Regions from separate parts of the Mus musculus genome. Here region 2 is linked to region 1. Evidence: chromatin contacts called from public Hi-C data. All regions are on one chromosome and are shown on one strand. Each heading gives the region's core, a stretch centred on a gene start, on an enhancer-like site or on the middle of the called end of the contact. The rest is flanking DNA. Distances are from core to core; before and after follow the strand shown.

Region 1 (7,027 bases), core at 1,929-4,428:
TTTGTTGCGACAGTCTGTGGGCTGGAGAGGCACCTTGTTTTGGAAGCCTAAGGACCTGAGATTTCAAATCTCTGATACCCATGTAAAATCAGCCAGGCACGGCTGCAGGAGCGCCTGTAACCCCTGCACTGTGTGAATGTGGGGAGGGAGGGGTAGGCACAGGAGAACAGCTGGAGCACCTTGGCTGCCAGCCTTCCTCCATGCTCAGTGACAAGTCTGTCTTAAAAGAATAGGACAGGGGAAGAACTGAAGGAGCTGAAGGGGGTGGCAACCCCACAAGAAGAACAACAGTGTCAACTAACTGTATCTGGGACCCCTGGGGATTCCCAGAGACTAAACCACCAACCAGTGAGCATATATGAGCATACATGGCCTGGTCCATGGCCCCTGGCCTCAATGGGAGAGGATGTGTACAGGTAGAGACTGGGTGCCCCAGGGAAGGAGGGTTGCGGGGGGGAAAGGTAAGGTAGGGGGAGTGAGAGGGTGAGATGGGGAGCACTCGCTCAGAGGCAGGGGTGGGGTGGGGGGTGGGGGTGAAGAACTCTTGGAGGAGGGACCAGGAATGAGGGTAAGATTTGGAATATAAATAAATAAAGCAGTTTTTAGAAAGAGAGAGAGACAGAGACAGAGAGAGAAGGGCAGAAAGGGATAGAGGACATCTAAAGTCTTCCTTTCATTTCCATGCACATACACCAGGTACATATAACACACACACACATACACACACATACACACACACACATACCACACACACATACACACACACACACATACATACATACACATACACATACACACAGGAAGGGGGAGGGAAAAAGAAAGGTGAAATAGAGGGGTATGGGCAGGGGGAGAAAGAAAGCACATCTCATTGTGTTAACCCTGGCTGACCTCCTGCCTCGGCCTTCCCAGGGCTGGGGTTACAGGTCCATGCGACCATGCCTGCCTGTGCTGCTCCATCCCTGCTACGAATGAGCCAAACAGCATCCATTACTACCGTAACAGGACTGCTTTGGGGCTCGCTCTTTCCTTCCCTTTCCCTCCCTCCCTTCCTTCCTCCGTTCCTTCCTTCCTTCCTTCCTTCCTTCCTTCCTTTCTTTCTTTCTTGTCTGATTGTGGCACCCTATTGGTTCTGATCTCACTGGGTCCTAAACCACAGGGTAGATGACCTGGCCTCCCTCTACCTGTCTGTAGACCCAGCCTTTCCTTCTGGGTCTGAAAGGAGTGAAAGACTTCTCCAGAGAGAATAAAAATAGGAAGGGGACCCAGGGCTAACAACCCTTTCTGCTCCTAGGATCATGGTGACATAAGTATTTGTCATTGGCATATGTTTGCAAAAGCCAGGCTCTGGACGGTCACCTTGAAGACTCACAAGTTCATACAGACTCATGATAAGACGGATGCTTTCTTTGTAATTAGGGTGAATTGATATGCGAGTTATCAGACTAGATGTAGTTTGAGTGTCCAGCCACTAGGGGCCGACCTAACTCCACAAACCGGCACTATTTTTCTAAGCCATTTCATTTATAACTCAAGGGTTTCTTGAGATGACTGGATTTCGTTATTCATGAACTGTAATGTCTAAGAGCCGTCCTGCCTGAAACTGAAAAGCCTTGATGTTTGAGAAGAGAGTGAATGTTGACATTACATTCAGAGGCAGTGGTAAACATGGGCGACAAACCAGGGACCAGAAGCAGCGAGCGCATCTCAGAGCCGAGCGTGGTGGTTCACTTCAGTGTGCCCGAATCTCAGGGAGAGCTTGGTGGTTGGCCTCCAGCTTATCCCTACAGGACCGGACACCCCAGGGCTGTTTAAAGGAGCCCCACATGCTGACTCCTCTGCCCAGGCAACACGACATAGAGGAGAGGACAATGAGTCTCGGAGGACAGAAGCCCTGGCTGTCTCCCTCCTGAGTCAGGACAGAGCATCCTGATTCTGTCTAGGAGGGAAGGAACCCTGGGCGCACCGGCTCACCATCACAAAACACTTACGGTTTGGTTTCTGACAGTCTTCCTTAATGATGTGGTAGATCTTCTGCTGCAGGTCTTTGTCTTTGGTGGTTACCTAAAAGGAGAATCCAGAGAGGAAACGTGGTTTGAGAACACAGCAGTGTGTCACTCAGAACTCAAGACCAGCCTTCGAGGCGGTTCTACAAATCCCATAGCAACGACAAGCCTCCCCCATACGCCCTCCCTCAGTGATTCTGATGCGTGGTGGCCGCTGCAGCTCCGCTCTGCCCCTAAGGACACAGCTCTCTCAGGAGCTGGTTTGTTGGGGCCAGAAGGGAAAGCATAACTGGAACCCTGTGCCTTGAAGGGGCAACTGCCCTTTTCTACACTGTGGCCACTCAGACAGACACTCCTCTTCCTTGCCCAGTGTTTTTGAAGGAGCTCCCGCAGGTTCAAAGTTTCCTCCCTGTCCCAGCCTTCTTCCTCTCGGTCCCCTTCTTGTCTTATATTTCTTTAGTTCCTCTTCTTCTAAGCACAAGGAAGAATTAAAGAAGAAATGGGCATGGGGAAGCCAGCAAGCTAGAGAATCCAGCTTATCTACAGAAACGCTCTCTGCTCTTGTAGGCACACCCACAACCATGTTTCTCAACTAGCAGCAGGCTTCACCCTCAGCTACAGGCAGTAAATTTAATAACACTAGAGAAGAGAGAGGGGAGAAGAGGGAAGGGAAGAGGGAAGAGAGGCAGAGAGGGGGGGAGGGAGAGGAAGCAAAAGAAAAAGAAGGTGAGGGAGGGAGGGAGGAAGAGAAGAAAGGGGAAGAGGGAAGGAAGGAAGGAGTGTGTAAAAGGAGAGAAGAAAGAGGAAGGAGGAAGAGCCAAGTCTAAGCATGGGAACACAGCTGAAGAACTGGGTACAGGAAACAGCCATGGCCGCCCGTGAGACCTGATGACTTCGGACTCACAAGATTAGTGTGAAGGTCAACCATGGGTGCAAACAGAGCTCTGGGCTCTGCTGTAACTATGTCCCCAGCAGGGCTTCAGGAGAAAGGAAAGCCACAAATCAGGGATGAGTGGAAGGGAGGGGTCAGCCACAGAAGGGGCCGTGGGATCTATTCCTGTTTGACTACCCCTTCCAGCTCAGGGTGATTCATTCACAAGAGGAAGTGCCCAACCCTGCCACACCTCGCCCTGGGCAGCTGCAGTTGCCCTGGCTGCTTCCCAGGGAGGGTTGCTCTCTACAGACAGACCCTCACAGAAGCCAACCCAGAACAGAAGGAGGCACAAATCTCTAAGAGGGCTCCAGCTGAACTTAGTGTGACAATGGCCGCCATGTCCTGCTTGGCCCCTCCCATCCCGGGATGAGTGGACAGCACTGTGTTATACTGGCTTACCTCTCAACACTGTGGAAAACCCCTCCTACTTAAATAAATAAAACCTGGGCCTCTCCACAGAGGAAATGACCTGCTAAGTAGACCTCTAGCGAGTCTGCAAGCAGGCAGGCCCAGCAGCCTGTCTCCAGAGCTCTCATCTTATTCTGAAGCCACTTCTCCGCTCTGGACACGAGTGGTCCTCTCTCAGCTTACTGCCTCCAACATCAAAGGCATGCAGCAAGAGGCAGACTTCTACCTTGAAAAGATGGAGGCAAGCAAGCAGCCGTCCCGTTCCTCAGAAGGGAGGCTGGCAAGCAAGGCCTTCAGGGAGGCAGACTGGAGTTACCTGAAAGCTTTAACTAAAGTGTCCTTTGCTCCGGGCGCTCTCCTGCGTGAGCCGTCCTTGGAAATACCAACACAGATTCACACAGAGAGCCACACAGATCGAGTCAGGAAACACTATTTGTGACAGCAAAAGTCGTACAACCGTAGTGTCCGTCCGTCCGTCACAAAGGAATGGCTAGAAAGTTCTGGTAAATACTCCTGGTCAGAAAGAGTGAGGCAGACTCGCAGGTGCCGGGACACACGGGCACAGGGACAGACGGTGGCACTGCAGGCTGTGCGGAGCACTCTTCACAGCAGTGGGACATCTGGTGATGCCCGAAGGCATTTCTGATTGTCACAACATACTAGGTGCTAGTGGCATTTAGTGTGAGAGGCCAGGGATGCTGGTGGAAGACACAGGACAGTCTCCAGTGCATCAGCATCTGCACCAGGAGCTCTGAGGATGAGGCCTTCTCAATTAGAAGATAGCTCACTCACTCTTACTCCCTTCCCTTCCGTTCCCCCTTCCCCTACCCTTCCTTCCTTTCTTAAAAAAGCCATAGGGACGTGCTTGTATATCTGTCAATGTACAGATAAATATTTAGACGGCCATTGGGCTTCAAGTGGCAGCATGGATCCGGAGTAGTGGCACACACCTACAATCCCAGCCGTGGAGAGGTGGAGCCAGGAGATTAGGAGTTCAAGGTCAGCCTGGGTTTACAGAGTCAGACTGTTTCACTGGAGGAAACAGTTACATTGTGAAAGGGTAAGAGGTCGCTTTCACCCCGACTCACTGTCTTAGAAACTGGTACTATTCCTAAGCCTAACTGTACTTGTAACGGAAGCCATGAGGGGAAACTAGGCTGCAGGTCTCTTACGTAGTACAGCTTATCAGAGCCACTGTCTCTCTGGAACACGAGTCCTTTTTCCTGAAGCAGCTGGAGAGCATTCTTAAACACTCTCTGCGCTACGCCAGAAGTGCCACTGTCCTTTAACTCCACCTGCACAGGGAAGAAAAAGAAATGTCTCATCTTCCATTACCTGCGACTAACTCCCAAGCCCAACTGGTTTATTATGAATTCACCCAACAGGCTTTTCCTGTGCTGAGTCAGCGTGCTCTAGGCATGCGTCAGCTGAGCAGGCCGGCATTTAGGCAGGGTCAGAAGTCTGCTCTGGAGGGTCACACTTGGTAACTGTGCTGAACTTGGGTTCTGCTCTGACTGATCACGGCTTTGCCCCCAGGCTGCTGGGCGATCTTTCCCATGAGCATCAGCTCCCTCCTCTGAGAGGCCGGGTCAGCAGGGAAAGCACTCGCAGCCATAGGGAGCCAACTGCAGCTCAGCTCCCAGGAACTGCAAACAATACAGGACGCATCCTCTCCAGAGACTGCCTCGCGGCCTCAGGATGTGCTGCCTAGCCTGTTTCAAAGGCCACAGTCCTGAGAGCAAGGACACCAGGGGTCCCTTCTGACAAGCCAGCCGCTTCCGGGACTGAGATCTGTGTTTTGCTCGTCACTTTCAAAAGAACAATGACAGACACGCACGGTTCAGGAAACCAAAATTGCTCACAGACTGAAGCAGCGACTTGGTGCTCAGGCCAGGAACTGGGTGGCTTCCTGAAATATATATAATCTGCCCGCCCAAACATAGTCAGCATTCATCTAGCTGTCAGAGAAACAATGGTCCTGTAAGATCTGCTTATCATGTTTCTGGATTTGCTAAGAAAGGCGACGGTTAGAAAAAAAATCAGAAGGGAGAGACGGGGAAGTGAGCAGCCATGAGTGACAACAGGGCGCCCAGGGCTCTCGGGTTTCTGCATCGCCCGAGCATCTGCAGTCTCCCAGGGCGCTATTAATTGAGGGACACTGACATCCCAAGCAGGGCAATTTGACCAACTGATTCATAATTGATGGAAGAAATCGTTTTCAAAGAGAAACAAATACAGCGACAGATCAGTTTCTTTTTAAATATACAGCACTACACAGAAACAGTCTTCTGCTCTAAGCTTCTTCAAAAGGATACCACGTCAAAACTCCGCCACAGAACATCCTGCCTGGGGGAGTCCTGACGTCTTTCCAGTCAATTGTAGCCATCATGGCTTCACATGAAGGTGGGCCTCGCTACTTACTAATGCTTCTTTAGAACTGGGCATGGTAGCAGACACATAAAGTTCTGCACATAAGAGGCTCAAGCAGAAGGACTGTGAATTTGAGGCTAGCCTGGGTTATGTAGCAAGTTCCAGGTCAGCCTGGACTACAGAGTGAGACCATGCCTCAATAGAAAGAGGAGATGCATGGCTGGAAAGGTGCTTGCCCCCACGTCAAGGCACCTGCTGCCAACTCTTAAGGATCTGAGTTTGATCCTTGGGCCCCAAACACACGCATGCGCGTGCACGCACGCGCGCGCACACAAACCCTGATCTAAAATGTTTTAAAAGGAAAAGAAAAAGGGGAGAGAAGACTAGGAAAGATTTTACTGAAAATAAACTGAGAGGCATCAGAAGCCCTAGGAAGGTCAGTTTAACTCTGAGCTTATTCTAAATGATGAAATGGAAAGGAGGCCAATGGGAAGTGGGCAGTCAGATGGGAGGCTGTCTACAGGCCAACGGGAAGTGAGCAGCTGGAGGCTGAGGCTGTCTACAGGCCACTGGGAAGTGGGCAGCCGGAGACCAAGGCTGTTTAGAAGCAACCTTGGCAAAGAACAAAGTTCCCAGCCACGACCTTCTCCACCCGAGTGTTTTTCTGAAACTCTATCCCTCATCTCCCTTTATGAAATCCTGGGTCACTGCGCACAGAGCCTGTTGCCAGGAAGAGGTAATTAGGTGTGTGAACAAATCTAGGAAGCAAGGTCATGAGGGGCTGGGATGGTGAGAAGGTGCCTGTCCCACCAGCAGCATCCGGAATAAGTTAGGACACTCAGAGCAGCCTGGCTGCTGACGGGAGAAGACTGGAGAGGCGTCAGGACAGTTGCAGAATGGAGCCTGGTTATGGGTGTGAACTCATCCTTGGTACGGGGAAGGAAAGCTCTTAGATGGTGGCAAATCTCTACGTACACAAAGAACAGAAAGATGCACTGCTCACTGAAAACCGAGGTCTCCTAAAGCCGGCAGTGCACTCCCATGTGGGGAACAAGAAGGGAGGCGCCCACCGCTGTCAACATAAGCACAGCATTTGGCCAAGGTCATGCTCCGGACCGGCGGTGGGATCAGGAGCAGGGTGGGAGAGGATGGGAGGGAAACACGCCTGCCATTCTCAGGACCATCTGAATTAAAAAAAAAAAAAAAAAAAAAAAAACCCAAAACCCCAAAATCAATCTTCATTCCTGCAGTACCCAGTCCTGAGGTCCTGTGTAGAGAGCACAGAACATGCAGACAGGGCCTCTGCTAGGAC
Region 2 (7,027 bases), core at 2,849-5,348, 330 kb after region 1:
GTGAGCCCATGAATGGCTCTCTGTGACAAATATTGGAAATATATTTATCTATAACAATCATCTTTTCTATCCTGGAATCCCTCTCTACAGAATTATATATTTAAATATACATTATATAGCAGTGTGTGTATGTTAATTCATATAATCCAGTCCTATGTTTAAGATGCCCTCAGCTTAGCTTTATGGCTCCAGTCCTGGGTAAGCAATTGTGTGTGTATGTGTGTATGTGTGTGTGTGTGTGTGTTACATTTACCCTACATGTATGGGTGTTTATTCTGCAACCACTATCTTACTAAGCCTTCCTCAGTAAGTCCCAGCAGATGAATGTATCACCTATAGTGTTCTGTTCCACAGCTATACATTTTTGTTAAATATTTTATCATATTGGTTAGGCCTTCTGGTTGATAATAGAGGACACTGATAATAGAGTTCCTTGATGATTTATTTCAGTTTTTACTGTGATCCTTCTAGGGATTTGGTATTCAGTATGGATGTTGTCTACTGGTTTGAATTAATTTCTGATTGCTTGCCCAGGGCTGGAGCCACGAAGCTAAGTTGAGGGCATCTTAAGCATGAAGCGGGGTTGCAATCCACACAGAGAGTTCCCAATTTAGGAATGGATTGCTTTCATTAAGGTGCCTTAATCTGCGAACACAGACCAGTTTCTCCAGAAATAACTTGTAAACTACAGAGATGGAGCTTGGCTTGACCATATTTTCAAACATGGTTCTGAAACTAAGGCACCATCAAGGGTAAGCTTCCTGACCGTGCTGGGCACGTGGGCTATTATTGTTAGTTTGAGGCAAAGTCTTGCTTTTAGTTAGGGGGTGGTCATAGAATCTGGATCTTTCTTCCTCGCCTTCCCCAAGTCTGGATTACAGGTGTGTGTAACCAATCACCACTCTCAGATTTAGGTCGTCTTAAACCTGGGCAGGGATCATTAGCTAGAGGCATCTGGAGGTGTCTAGCTACTCCGTCCATGAAAGTTAGCTGCATCTGTGAGTGGTTCAACAGTAATATAAATAATAGATAACCTGGAATGAGTGCTTGGTGTGCATGCGTGTGTGTGTGTGTGTGCATGTGTGTGTGTGTATGTGTATGTGTGTGTGTATGTGTGTGTGCATGCGTGTGTGTGTATGTGTGTGTGTGCATGTGTGCATGTGTGTGTGTGCATGCGTGTGTGTGTACATGTGTGTGTATATGTGTGCATGCGTGTGTGTGTGTATGTGTACATGTGTGTGTATGTGTGCATGCGTGTGTGTGCATGCGTGTGTGTGTGTGTGTACATGTGTGTGTGTGTGTATGTGTGCATGCGTGTGTGTGTGTGTATGTGTGTGTGTGTGCATGCATATGCCTCCCCTATCAACACAAACTTAGCATTAGATGCTATATTTAGCTCCATTTGTGGTTAAGGACAGGGAGGTTCAGTCTTGCCTGTAGTCATTTGAGCATCGGTTTGTGTAAGAATTCCAGTTCCAATCAGTCACCAGGAAAAGAACAAACATTGTTGCATAAGAGGCCAGTTCTCCAACCCCTGTGTTTCTCAGGGTTTAAAATGCAAGTCAGCCACCGGAGAAATGTTCAAACTAAGGTGTGGGTTTGTTAGGTGGGGCGGGCGGGGAATCAGGTTGTGTGTTTTTTGAGGGTGTAGCTGTTTCTTTTGGATTTGCCCAGGCTAGTTTCCAGCTTACCGGCTCAAGTGAGCCTCCCTTTTCAGCTTCTAAGTTTCTGGGTCCACAGGTGTGTGCTACCACGAAAGGATGATTCTGCCCTTTTAGGTAATTTCTGAGGTAAGGCCAGTGTTGGCAGGAAGCACACCACCTTTAAGTCAGATGGCTGTGGCTTATGGGGTTAATAAACCTTTAGTGGTCAGCTTGTCTACTTCTGTCCAAAACAACCTTTCACAATACAAAACACCTTCATTCCTAAGAACTAGATTTGTTCACATAAAAAACAAATTTCAGTAGCCAGGTGGTGGTGGTGCGTCCCTTTAGTCCCAGCACTCAGGAAGCAGAGGCAGGGGGAAATCTCTGAGTTCAAGGCCAGCTTGGTCTACAGAGTCAGTTCCAGGATACCCAGGGCTACACAGAGAAACCCTATCTTGAAAAACAAACAAAACAAAAATCCTTCAGTTCCGGGGTGAAGGGGGTGGGGGTGAGGTACCACAGGTGTGTGCTACCACGAAAGGATGATTCTGCCCTTTTAGGTAATTTCTGAGGTAATTCCAGTGTTGACGGGAAGCACACCACCTTTAAGTCAAACGGCTGACTTAAAGGGGGAGGGGGAGGGTGTCCCAGATACCTTTTAACTTGTTTTTTCTGGTCAGCGATGGGAAGCTGTATATGTAGATAACAGGTTTAAATCTTCGGTCAGAGAAAGCCACGACTTCACTGGGCACATTAGTTGCCATGACGCCCACAATCCCATTAATACACTGGAGTACAGTCTTCTTCTTGGTTTCCAGGTTAATGAATATTACAAAGTTCCCAGAAGGGTAGCAGATGGTCTGGTCATTGACAAAGTGGACGTTCTGACTAGGGAATCCTTGCACCCATCTTTGAGAAAAGATAGATCAGCATCAGTATGATCCACGCTCACTTCCTTTCCAACACAGCACCTAGAAAGCCATCCCAGTCTTTGAAACACATCCGCTTCATTTTTAACTCCCTCTCTGCTCCAGTCTTTCAGAGGAACACAGGGACTCACTGAGAAACCAGTGTGAGCCGATGGTCTAGAACAATGCAAAGGCTGGAGAGATGACTCAGCAGTTAAGAGCACTGACTGCTCTTCCAGAGGTTCTGAGTTCAATTCCCAGCAGCCAAATGGTGGCTCACAACCATCGGTAATGAGATCTGATGCCCTCTTCTGTTGTGTCTGAAGACAGCAACAGTGTACGTATATACGCATATACACATATACATAATAATAAATAAATAAATCTCTCTATATATATAAAAGAAATGCAAAGATCAATAGGTCTCTGGCCTGTGACATGGCTCACTAGGTTGAAAGGAAATTGTAGAAAACAGTGTATCCAGGGTTCTTTTCTCTTGACTGTTTTTTGAAAAACTAAACTCAAAATCACTTAAAAAAATCAACTAAACAAATTTAAAACCGCTTTGAGTAAGACAGCACACTCTATAGTTGTAAGCCACGTACGTGACTTGCTTATAGTTTACACACATGAAGAATGCACGGCTCTGTTTTAGACCTAAAAATCCACATAAGGACAAGGAAGACACGAGGGCAAAGGAGTTAGAACGTGAGAGGTCCATTTTAGGAGAGGATTGTGTGGTAGGTATATGGTGGAAGGAAAGTCTGAGATAAGGAAAATTCCATTTTATTTAAATATTAAAGATATGTTTGAAAGTGGAGGAAAGAGAGTGAAGGGCACATGTTTTCCGAGTCTGTCCCCCATCTCCTCCCATGACACAGAACAGCAGTGACAGGGGACCCTGAACTGTAAGCCATCCTTCAGAACGTGGAGGGACAGAAAAGTTAGCTCTTCCAGATGTCTAAGGCCCAGCAACTGCGCACAGGAATCCGGAGTGAGAAGGAAGGAGTTAGAAGGGAGGGAATCGCCTAAGAGGACGCTGATGAAGAGGAGGGCTGAATGGGTTTGCAGGAGCTCTGGGGTTGAGTACCACCGAGGCAGGAAGAGGATGCAAAAACAGAAGGTGGGGGAGAGGAATACCGGGCACACAAGTGAGGGTCCCTTAGCAGGAGAGCAATGTGGTGAGGTGGGAAACTGAGGGCCGGTTGGTCATTTGGTCAGGAGACCGACCGAGGGGTCCAACTGAAGAGGCTGCACAGGGTCGGAGCCGGGGGTGGGGAGGAGTTGCGGGGGTGGGGGTGGGGAGTGAGAAGCAGAGCGAGTTTGCTTGGAGGATTCGAGGGGCAGGGGTCCTGGCAGGGTTTCCCCCTCCAGCCCCTTGCGGCCGCGATGCCGCACCTCACCGACAGGGAGGATCCGGAGTAGTGGGCAGAGGCAGAGGCAGGGGCTGAGGCTGAGGCAGAGGCAGTGGCAGAGGCAGTGACGTCGTCGCGCTCCGGGTCTTGCGACATGCCGACTCCCAGCGCACCCGGGGCTGCGGCCGTTACTCCTTGGCCCGGCCGGGTCAGGCTAAGAAGCCCGCGAAGATGCCACTGTTTACACCTGTATCCTGGAGACCGGGAACCCCGCGCCCATTGGCTGGCGGGCGCCGCCTATGGGCGAGCGGCGAGCGAAGCCGAGCGGTGGGACCCTGGGTCGTGGATGCTGGAGTGCTTCTGCCTCAGCAAATAGTTTCAGTATTAATAAGTGTCAAGACGGTTATTAATTCTGCATGCTGCCATGCTACTCCTATCTATACGCCGGAAATATTTCATTTATTTCCCTGCACCGGTTAAGCCTGCTCGGAACCCAGTGAGCAGAAAGCCAAGTCAGAATCCAAAGGGTGAGGGGCACAATGGCTGCCTAACAACCCTTCAGGTGTCTCCTCTGTGAGCGCAAGGAGGCAGACTGAAGTAATCTGGTGGGTGATAGGCTATGCTCTTCTCTCCTAGCCCCTTGCCTCTGTCCTGTCTAATCCTTTTTCTTCCCTGAGTTTCTCTTCCCCTTTTCCAGTTCCTTCCTTCCCACCTGGCCAAAAAAAAAAAAAAAAAAAAAAAAAAGTTGGGCTCCCCATTCCCTCCCCGCTCCCACCAGCCTCTCCCTCCTTCTCCTCCTCCCCCTCCTCCTTCCCTCCTCCTCCTCCCCCTCCTCCTCCCCCTCCTCCTCCTCTCTCTCTCTCCCTCTCTCTCTGCCTTTACTACTCTATTAACTCCCCTTCCCATGGCCTGAATAAACTCTATTCTATACAAGAAGAAGAAGAAGAAGAGGAGGAGGAGGAGGAGGAGGAGGAGGAGGAGGAGAAAAGAAGAAGAAGAAGAAGAAGAAGAAGAAGAAGAAGAAGAAGAAGAAGAAGAAGAAGAAGAAGAAGAAGAGAAACAGGATGAAAGAAAGAAAGAAAGAAAGAAAGAAAGAAAGAAAAAGAAAGAAAGGAAATAATATGTTGGAAATGGCTGAGCCTGGTCTAGGGAATGTTCACTCCATCACTGTAACTGTTACAGTGGCAGGGCAGGGCTTCACCAATGAAAATGTTACAGCTTTGATAGGAAAGGTATCCTGGCAATTGGGAACCAAGCAATACCACCTTGTCACACTTTACAACAAACCTCACCCAAGAGATTTATTGGGAGGGGAAACCCAGGAGGGTGGATGCAATGCTTGGACTAGAAGCAGCTGTCAACTGAGCATAAGGTAGGGTTTTTATGTAGGGTTTCATGGCTGCTGGGCTTTCCAGGGTGGCCTGGGATTGGTGGAATTTTTTTTTTTTTTTTGTCTGATATTGTGGCAAGCTTAGGGATTGGTGGGATTCTTTTTCTTGGCCTTGGTCTTGGGGTCAAGTCAGGGTCATAGTGTTCTTTCTATTGCCCTTTTTACCCTACAGTAATGAACTATGGATGTGTTCAAGTAGGTTAAAGAAAGGGGGATTTTAAAGAGAGAGAGAAAAAAGAGGAAGACCTTTGAAGCAATAATCCACAGCATCAGTGTTTAATAACAAGAATGATGCTGAGGTAGAGCAGAAAGACGTGAAACTATGGAGTCAGGAGAAGGGAGAGCCAGCTAATCAGAGTCTGGCAGCTGAGAACCAAACGTTCCGAATGCAGGATAAAACCCACCAATTACATAATAAGGACACCCACCAATCCCTGAGTTCATTCAAGCTCAGGAATTGATATCTCACCAATCACCACCCTGGGAATCTCTATCCTGGAAAGCTCTGCACCTCCAGAAATCTTATATAAGCCCCGCCTTCTGCTCAAATTGCCTGAGCAAAAGCAGCCACTGTCCATCGTCCATCGAGGTTTTACCTCTCAGTTAATCTCTTGTGTGAGGCTTGCTGTGTGGTGTGACTTGGTGGTACCCCTTGGCTCCGGGTTGCCAGGATACCTCTCAGTATAGAGCTTTGGCTGGGGGAAACTTACCCCTACCTGAGCAGAGCTCTAACACTTTCATTAGAGCAGAACTGTAACACTTTGGAAATCGTCCCCTCCCTCCCGAGTAGCAGAACTGTTACATTCCCATTGGGAAAAGCTCCCCTGCAGCAGCTGGAGCAAACTGGAACACTTTTGAAGTGGAAACCTTTCACTTCAGAGCTGCAACACTTACACCAATATGATTAACATTTGCTTGACGTTTTATTCCTTTCCAAGTCGTAGACCTGAAGTTTTCTAGATCTTTCATCAGAATTTTCCTTCACTGAACAAGGTCTTGTCTTAACCTCCTTGTGTAATCTCAGTGGCTCCTGGTCATACCTCATCATTTTAACTCCATTTAAGGAGCCTCCTAGAATCTCTCTCTCTCTCTCTCTCTCTCTCTCTCTCTCTCTCTCTCTCACACACACACACACACACACACACACACACACACACACACACACTAGCAGTCTTTTGAGATAATACTTGAGAGCTGCCGAAATTGTATATAAGCTTAATGCTAAGACACTCAACTGGGATATCTTGAGAATCCACCCCCCCCCCACTAGTCTGTTTTATTCTTTTTCCTGGGGATCTTTCTTCCTCTGGAGCCCTGTACTTAAAAAAAAAATCTATGATAAAAATGTATTAATAAACTCTTCTCTGAGAAGCCCATGCCAAGGGGGTATGCCTTTTTCATTTGCCTCAGACTTATAGAGATTAGCCTGCTTCTGCTTTCTGAGTGCTTCGACTTAAGGTATCTGCGGCCACACTGGGCTTATTCTTAACAAGCTCTAGAATCTACTTCCTATTGGTTTGTCCTGCAATTCCTGGGTATGCATGCAAGGGTACATATATGCATGTCTGTGTGTACATGGCCACGTGTATCCATGTACATGTGCGGTGTGTGTGTGTGTGTGTGTGTGTGTGTGTGTGTGTGTGTGCGCGCGCGCGCGCGCGCGTGCATGTAAGCCCTCGATCCGCATCTTTACCTGAGCCTGGACACTCTCCACTCCCAGTTAGGTGA

What was found. A called contact is a pair of places that touch in the nucleus more often than the background predicts.
Region 2: a contact with region 1 is called in a Hi-C map of hematopoietic stem and progenitor cells, with 4 times the contacts expected there. The contact joins the promoter of Cfap43 here to the enhancer-like site in region 1. A contact is called at or near these places in 1 of 39 promoter capture datasets (embryonic stem cells), 5 of 15 datasets of contacts at CTCF or cohesin (the G1E-ER4 cell line, embryonic stem cells, large pre-B cells and 2 more), 122 of 484 Hi-C or Micro-C datasets (the 4T1 cell line, the 63-12 cell line, the AML12 cell line and 69 more), 31 of 115 datasets of contacts at active chromatin or transcription factors (DN3 thymocytes, PVALB interneurons, T-cell acute lymphoblastic leukemia and 20 more) and 4 of 9 other capture datasets (adipose tissue, liver, macrophages and 1 more).

Annotation. Positions count from the first base shown.
Region 1 is chr19:47,505,818-47,512,844 of GRCm38.p6, forward strand. It overlaps Stn1 (STN1, CST complex subunit), which reads right to left. Exons shown (of 10, transcript NM_175360.3): 8 at 4,518-4,640; 9 at 1,989-2,061. Among named protein-coding and RNA genes, the nearest start is that of Gm19557, 3.7 kb to the right of the region's middle. Within about 2 kb of position 3,179, at least 212 of the 459 cell types and tissues checked have an H3K27ac peak or open chromatin away from gene starts, as enhancers often do. A contact at or near this core is called in the 4T1 cell line, the AML12 cell line, B cells and 40 more, where this site is marked.
Region 2 is chr19:47,833,263-47,840,289 of GRCm38.p6, forward strand. It overlaps Cfap43 (cilia and flagella associated protein 43), which reads right to left and starts at 4,099. Exons shown (of 38, transcript NM_027559.2): 1 at 3,953-4,099; 2 at 2,302-2,555. The coding sequence starts at 4,065.